Regions from separate parts of the Sus scrofa genome. Here region 1 is linked to region 2. Evidence: chromatin contacts called from public Hi-C data. All regions are on one chromosome and are shown on one strand. Each heading gives the region's core, a stretch centred on a gene start, on an enhancer-like site or on the middle of the called end of the contact. The rest is flanking DNA. Distances are from core to core; before and after follow the strand shown. Region 1 holds the start of ZBTB21 (zinc finger and BTB domain-containing protein 21). Region 2 holds the start of PRDM15 (PR domain zinc finger protein 15).

What was found. A called contact is a pair of places that touch in the nucleus more often than the background predicts.
Region 1: a Hi-C map of liver shows a contact between it and region 2, with 6 times the contacts expected there. The contact joins the promoter of ZBTB21 here to the promoter of PRDM15 in region 2. A contact is called at or near these places in 3 of 47 Hi-C or Micro-C datasets (embryonic fibroblasts, heart right ventricle and liver) and 1 of 2 datasets of contacts at active chromatin or transcription factors (alveolar macrophages).

Annotation. Positions count from the first base shown.
Region 1 is chr13:205,362,494-205,366,707 of Sscrofa11.1, forward strand. ZBTB21 (zinc finger and BTB domain-containing protein 21) reads right to left here and starts at 2,658. Exons shown (of 3, transcript XM_021071019.1): 1 at 2,474-2,658.
Region 2 is chr13:205,239,374-205,243,300 of Sscrofa11.1, forward strand. It overlaps PRDM15 (PR domain zinc finger protein 15), which reads right to left and starts at 2,189. Exons shown (of 24, transcript XM_021071017.1): 1 at 2,052-2,189. The coding sequence starts at 2,153.

The sequences.
Region 1 (4,214 bases), core at 1,408-3,907, 120 kb after region 2:
TTCGATCCCTAGCCTGGGAACTTCCATATGCTGCACTGCGACCCTAAAATGCAAAAAAAAAAAAACAAACAAAAAAAAACCAAACCAAACAAAAAAAACCAAGAACCCCCCCCCCAAAACTCTTGGTATTCTGATCAGAACTCATCTCTCCACCCTTACAGGACCCTCCTGCCCATCCACCCCACAAACCAGCATACCCAACTTCCCCGAACCCTATTTCCTTCACTGTGCTGCCGTCTAGAGAGAGAGCCAGCGCAGACGTCCCCGTCTCTGCCAAGCTGGTGATGTGCTCCTTGCCAGCAGCCCAGCCATCCAAGCTACGGCACCTCTTCACTCCTCTGCAGTGACACAGCTCTTCCGAGTGATGTGCCTTTATAGCTACCCTCTCATGAGAGTCCTTGAAGGAAGAACCCTTGCTTCCATCCATGCATCCCTAATGCTTAGCGCAGGCCCAGCAGGTGTCTACTGCGCAGCCATCACTAGGGCTCGAGACCTGGGCTGGCTCACCTTTGCTGCTCCAGCATCCAGCACAGAGCCCAGCACACGGCAGCCTCCTTTGCTTTTTGATGAGGGCTTGTGGCCTTCATTCCTGCTGGATGGTGACACCCAAATCTGCATCCCTGCTTAGCCTTCTCAATGCTCCAAATGTCTTTCTCAGGACGCTGCTGTCACGAGATATCCCACTTGTCCAAGACAGTACGTATGACCCTCCCCCGGCCCCTACCCCCATGACTGCTCGTCCTCACACATTCCCTATGAGTGTGGTGTGCTGCCAGCCAGCAGGCCTCCCGAACTAGAACCCGCTTCCTTTCTGGCCGGTGACTACAACCTGTCAAGCCTTGCTCATACACAGCTCTAGAATCTGCTCTCCTCCGCCCTACTGGCTTTGGGGCCAATTACAACAGTTCCTCCAGTTCACCTCCCCCTCACCCAGAGACTCTCTCCATAACCTGGCCCCTCTTTTGTCCCACACTTAACATGCCCTGCCTGCCGTAAACACTGTGAGGCCCTCAAGGACGGGGATCATATCCTTTCCAACTTTTATTTCCACAGAATGAAGCACAGAGTATACTGAATAGTGTTAAAAGGAAGAATGAATTAACAGTTATTTTTAAGTAAGCCAATGCCCCAAATTTCTTTTTAACACTGATATTTAATGGTACTTAAAATTTAAATGTAATGACTATTAATCATTAAGGTGCATGACGGATTTACTCCAAGCATCAGAGGGTAACACTTAAAAAAAAAAAAAAGTCAATGAGAAATCTTTCTAAAATGGATTAACCCACTTTCTTCCGAACAAGGAAGCAGAACACAATGCAGGCTCCTTATCGATGGTTCAGGGTCATCGTTAGGCAGTCACTGGACTCTGCTGAATAGGCTGGTGCCTTCGGGATGCTAGAAGTGAGTGCGGCTCTTGCACCGAGACCCCTCCAGGCTGCTGCGGGCTCTTGTTAACGTTCCCGCCGCCCCCCAACACCCCCTCGCCAGGCAATGCGGTAGGAGAACCGATCTCTAAAATCCCCCTGCCCCCACAGGTGCTGCTGAAGTAGGTCCTCCAGAACCACGCAGCGCTGCGGGGGAGGGCACAGCGACCCGGTGAAGGGCCAGACCGAGGGGCGCTCCTGCGCTCAAGGGCATGCGCTTCTGCACTGGACTAGTGAACCTGTTCCAGGCGAGCGGTCTGGGTGATAAAAGATCTCGGGACTGGAGCCAGCAGAGGTCTCGGGGCTGAAGTCCCCAGCGCGCTGGCCGGGACCCACCCCTTCCCCACAGCAGGTTCGGGCGGGGGCTCTCTCGGGTGGAGTCCTCCGCATCCCAGCAGAGACGCTGGCCGGCAGCTGGGGGCTGTGCTCTGCGGCCGGCGGTGGAGAGTCGGGGAAACGGGTCCTCCAGGGGGTCTGCGGCGTCCGGCGGAGGGCCGGCCAGGAGGCAGGGAGAGCATCCTTTCGGGACCACGTTGGGAGTGCCGGCGGCCGCCAGGCGGGGCCCGAGGAGCGGCGGGGCGGGGGCGCGGGCCGCGGCAGGTGCGGGGGGCCACCCGGCCCCCAGCTTCCGCGCACGCACGCGCGCCTGGAGGACACGGGCCGGCCTCCACGCCTGCCAGGGACGGAGCACGCGCCCGCGGCCGGAAGGCGCCCCAACCGCTCGGCGCAGGAGCACCGGCCGGGCGAGGGAAGCCCAGTGAGGGACGGAGCGTGCGCAGTGGCGAGGGCGAGGCCAAGTGCGGGCAAGGAGCATGCGCAGTGTGAAGGCACAATCGGCTACGTGGGAGCCCGGGGCATGCTCGGTGAGAGCCGGGCCCGGCGCACGCGCAGAAGCGCTCGGAGCCCGCAACCCGCTGGCGGAGAGAAAAAGGAGGAGAGAGATCACCTCAGAGTTACGTCAGGAAAGGCCGCGTTTTGCGGGAAGGCTGTAGCCCCCCACGGGGCCCCGCAGTTCTCCTAGGGCGAGGGGCGTGACAGTTACTCACCCGTCTTCAGCCCCGAGGCAGACGCCGGGCCCCTTTCCGCTCACACTCGGCTCGCGCGCGCCGCAGCCGCCGCTGCCGCTGTGATTCCATCCATCTTGAATTTGACGTCATCCCACACCAGGGATGAGGTCATCGCAGGCAGCGCTCGTCACGTGCGCGGCGCTGTGATTGGCCGCCAGGCGCCGGGGGGCGGGGCGAGGGAGGTGCGCGGCCCTGGGGGCCGGGCGAGGGCGGGCCTGACGGGAGTCCGGGCGCCGACGCCGCGGTTGCCGCGTCCTCCCGCGCGCGCCTTCCGCCTGATGTTCCTGCTGCGCCGCCGCCCGGCGCCCTCCCCCGGCCCTTGGCGGGCGGCGTATCCCTGAGGGGAGGCGGCGGCGGGAGGGGCGCGCACGGGTGGGCTTGGCGCCGCGGGGACCCGCGCCGGTGGGGCTCGCCGGGTGATGCCCCCTTCCCGGGCCAGCGCGCTGCGGGCGCCTCCGCCGGCCCCTCGGCCGGCCCCTCGGGGGACGGTTCTCCGACCGCCGCGCGGTTGTCCTCGGCCGCAGGTGCCGCCCGCAGCGTGGACGCCTCTCGGCAGGCGTGGAGGTGCGCTGGGTGCGGGTCTGCAGAGTCCGGACCTGAGCGCAGACGTTTCCACCCACCTGCGCGGCCTGGGACCGCTCGCCGGTGACTCGGGGACCGGCCGCCAGGTTCATTTTGCCCGAGCAGGTGGGGGGGGGGGAGAGGGCTCGGAGGCATCACTTGTGGGCTGCGTGGTCCTTCACTTTTCGGAGGCATCACTTAAACCATCTCTGAGTAGCTAACTTATTTTCTGTATTCTCAGTTCTCATTTGCTCTCCGGCAGACTCGTTTTCCTGCATGAATATTACAAGCTCATCAATTTGAAAGCTCACTTCACTCTCATTCCAAACCAGGAAATTAGTATTACAGAAATAACGGAACACTGAAGAAGGGTTCTGGTAGGCAAGCTAATCGGAACATCTGGATGTGTTTCCAAAGGCAGAGCAGACCAGCCTGGAGGCAGAGGAGACTGCGTTTAGGACAGATGTTTAAGTCTTAGATTTCCAGTCCACGTTGTTTAGTATTTTTTCAGATATCTTTAATTTTCAGATTGATTTTTGAAAGTTGAATATATGCACATGACCATAGGTAAGATAACTTAAGAAATGTTCGAAGAATTTGTGTAAGGAATAATCTTGATTAGGTTGATAAAGATTAAAACCTATGTTCCAGGAGTTCCCCTTGTGTTTTTGTTGTTGTTTTTTGTTTTGTTTTGTTTGTTTTGTTTTATCTTTTTAGGGCCGCACCCTCGGCAAATGGAAGTTCCCAGGCTAGGGGTCTAATCGGAGCTATAGCCGCCGGCCTACGCCAGAGCCACAGCAACACCAGAACCGAGCTGCATCTGCGAGCTATGCCACAGCTCACGGCAACGCCGGATCCTTAACCCGCTGAGCAAGGCCAGGGATCGAACCTGCAACCTCGTGGTTTCTAGTCAGATTCGTTAACCACTGGACCACGACAGGAACTCCCTGGGAGTTCCCCTTGCGGCTCAGTGGGTCAAGGACCCAGCCTTGCCACAAGCTGTGGTGTAGGTCGCAGATGCACCTCAGATCCAGTGTGGCTGTGGCTATGACAGACGCCCCAGCTGTGGCTCCGATTTGACCCCTAGCCTAGGAACTTCCATATCTGCAGATGTGCCTGTAAAAAGAAAAAAGAAAATTGTTCCCAAATTTAAAGCTCT
Region 2 (3,927 bases), core at 939-3,438:
CCGCGTCTGCAACCTACACCACAGCTCACAGCAACGCCGGGTTCTTAACCCACTGAGCAAAGCCAGGGATCGAACCCACAACCTCATGGTTCCTAGTCGGACTCGTTAACCACTGAGCCACGACGGGAACTCCTGCGGTCTTCTTCTCTGCATTCTAAGCACTGTCTACCTCCCTCGGTCCACGGGCAGGGGCTTCCCTCTTGCTCTGCAGTGCCTGGCACGTGACAGCTGCTGAGCGGACGGCCAATGAACATGCGCACTCGTGAACCTCGTGAGATGAACTGGATGGGTATCGCCAGGCACGCTTCCCAAGTGTCGAACGGAGGCTGAGACAGCATTTGAGTCACAGCTCACCGTCTCAGCCTCTCACATCCCAAGTGCACGAAACAACTGCCTCCAGAGCCTTAAACCTGCAGAATGGGAGGCGTGTTTTTCTCCTGGCTGTCCGCACAGACGATGGTATCGAAAGAATACGATCTATGAGAGGTATTTAAATCCCAAGCTAAGGGGGTCCTTTCTCACATTCCTGGAAAAGCTAATGGGGGTTGCGGGCAGGGTTGATTTGGAAATTAATTTATTGGTCTCTAGGAAAGAAAGAACTGTTCCATCTGCTTAGAAAATCAACCATATTATTGTACTCTTTGTCCGCCACTCTTCTGCAAAAATATGAAACACAGATACAGGAGAACGAAACTTTATAAAGGGTAAATCTTATTGTTTCTCCGCTTTCAAAATTCAAACTACAGTTCTCTTTCTCAACCATTCACCATAAAAGGCAGGGATGTCAGTGAAACCCAGAAAAGCAGAGTGGAGCAGTGAAAATGTGGAAAATGTGAAAATGTCCAGGTTTGAAACAAAATACAGTGTGTGGGGTGGGGTGGGGGAGGCGGACTTATAAAAACAAAGTGTCTACATAATTGCACTCTCCAGGGAAAGGTCTCATTGTTACCTTTTAAGATTTCTGGCAAAACCAGTTGTTCATGTACTTTTCATCCTTACAAATACCTCCAGGAACCAAGCTGGGTTCTCCAAATGTATCTGGTGAGTCCAGATTTTTGGAGAGTGGCTTAGGCAAAAGTGGGTTTTGTGGGTTGACAGCTTTAAATGCGTACCCTGCTCCACGTGTCTCTGATGGCACACTTGTTTCTACCATTTTAATCTACCCCGGGTGGGGGAGGGGCCAACTTCTGTGCATTTGTGAAAAAGATCTCAACAACACTGAGAGCTTAATAAACACAGAATAGTCATAACTGTCAGGTAGGGCGCTCTCTCCACTCCGCGTTTTCACCTGTCTTCTCAAAGCTGACCCTTAACGCGAACACCCGTCCCCCGGCCAGAGGCCACGTGGCCAGCTGGTCCACCTGTCCGCGCCAGGGCGGGGCCGGTGCGCCCCTTCCCAACACAGCCTCCCACCTCAAGGGCGGGGTTGGTTGGGTCACAGGTCCACGGATTTCGCTACCTTGCCTCTACCACCCCCGGGTTTACGCAAACGGGATGATGTGGGGGCCTTGGCAACCCCATCGCCCGAATCCAGGGGTCTGCTTTTCCAATCGCAGGAGCCAGGGTCCAGGGACCCTCCCCGTGCGCCCCCGGGGGCTGGGCCCAGGACGGGGACAGTGACATCACGAGGGACCGTCGGCGACGAGGGCGCCCGGGGGCGGGACCGCGGGCCGGGGGCCGGGGGCGGAGGAGCCCCCGCGCCGCGCCCACGGGCGAGCGCGGCCCCGGCCCCGCGCCCGGAGCAGGCCGGCTGGGGGGCGATGGGCGGCGAGGCCCGCGGCGGGGCCGGCGGCGGGCGGGCTGGCGGCGCGCAGGGCGATCCCGGAGCGGCTCCGGGAAATCCAGCCGGGTTTTGACTCCGATCGCCCACGGTGCCCGCAGCCGGCGAATGTAACAAAGAACAGGCGGCATGGCGGCTGGACCGGGGCGGGCGGCGGGCCGGGCGGGGCCGGGGGCGGCGGGCCGGGCGGGGGCGCGCGGGGGCGGCGGGCCGGGCCGGGCCGGGGCGGCGCGCGCGGGGGCGGGCGGCGGGCGCGGGGCCCGGGCTTTACCTGCCTTTGGAATGTGCAGAGCGGGATCGGATCCGGACTCCGGGTTGCGATCCGCTCCGGAAACTGCGCAGCACCGGAAGCCGGGGGGCGGCGGCGGGGCATTGTGGGAGTTGTAGTCCTCCGGGGGCGCGGGCTGCGTGGACGCGGGAGCGGGGGAGCCGGCGGCTTGCACCTGGAGCGGGCGGCAGGGCTGCGTGGACGCGAGAGCGCGGCGTGGACGCGAGAGCCGGGGAGCGGGAGGCCTGGGCGCGGAAGCTGGACGTGTGGACCAGAACGGAAACGGTGGAGCGGGCGGCGTGGACCAGGGAGCGGCAGGGCGCGCGGGTCGTGTGGACGGAGAAGGTGGCACAGACCAGTGGAACGGGAGCTTCTGGGGTAGACGGGGCAGTGGGATTGAGGACCGCGTGGACGAGGGGGAGCGAGGGTGGTGTAGACAGGACTGTGACAGGGCGCAGGCGGGGTGAGCGGGTGGCTGGATCCGGATCGGCCGGGAAAAGCGGGGCGGGTTCCGGCTGCCCTTTCCCCGGGACGGTAGGGAGCGTCTGGCGGCCACGCGCGGCCCCTTCCCTGGTGGCGCAGGCTGGTACCGCGACCCCCGACAGCTTCGCGCTGGCAGCTCGCACAAGCACCCCTTTCTTCTGATGGCCGCTCCGAGCCTTTGGGGGATTAGGTGGGAGAGGAAGTCGAATTTTTTCTTTAAAACGGGCCTAAGATTTGCTGCCCAATCATAATGAGTTCTGCATTTAGCCCAGAGTTGCTGCAATCCCTGGTCATTTTCCTGTGCACTCAGTAAATGCTTAGAAACCCTTGCTCAGCCCCTAGGCGCGTGAAGGAGAGGGAGGCCAGCAGCGCTCTGGCGACAGAGGCCAGGCCAAGTGAGTCCTTGAAATCCGCCCTTTAACCACTACCCCGCCGCACTGCTGGGTGGAAGGTTCACAGGCAGACTGCTCCCTGGCTCTGCCTCCCTCCCAAGCTTGGCCTCTTGACGCCCCCACCATCCAGTGGACAGGAGGATCAGAAAGTCTTAGAAGTAGAGGGACCAGAGGGTCATTTATCTAGGCCAGGACAGGATTCTCAGATGTACTGTCATTCATTTCTACCTGGCAGAAACCCTCATTAATCAAGTCGAAGAGGTATAAGTCTCTGTGGCACAAAGGGGTCTGTGGTGTCTTGGGAGCTCTGGGACACAGGTTCGATTCCCCACGGGGCCCGGTGGGTTAAGGATCTAGCATTGCTGCAGCTGTGGCTGGGATCCCTGGCCTGGGAACTCCATATGCCACAGGGTGGCCCCCAAAGAAAAATATGTAATAATAAAGTCAAAGAGAGGGAATGAACGGAGAGAAATGATTTGAAATTGATATTAGAAAGGGTTTCTCCTCTTGCTTGTGTAAAGCTCTTAAGAACCAACAAGAAAAAGATGCAAAGGAGTTTCCACTGTGGGTTAAGAATCCACCTGCAGCAGCTCATTTTCTGGGGAGGCAGAGGTTCCATCCCCAGCCCCGTGCAGTGGGTTAAAGGATCTGGTGTTGCCACACCTGCTGAGTAGGTTGTAACTGTGGCTCCCTGGCCCCTGGAACTTGCATGTGCCGGGGGTGCAGCCATAAAAGAAAAGATAAATAACGCCGTAGAAAATGAACAGTCGACGGACAGTTCACAGACGAGAACGTGCGACGCCTTTTAAACATAGAAGACGCTAATCACTGTACTGTAATAAGAGAAAAAGCAAAATTGCCACGAGATCATTTTTATCTACTGTTTATTTCGTCTTTTTAGGGCTGCACCCATGGCACATGGAGGTTCCCAGGCTAGGGGTTGGATTGGAGCTACAGCAGCCAGCCTCCACCACAGCCATGCCGGATGGTTAACCTGCTCAGCG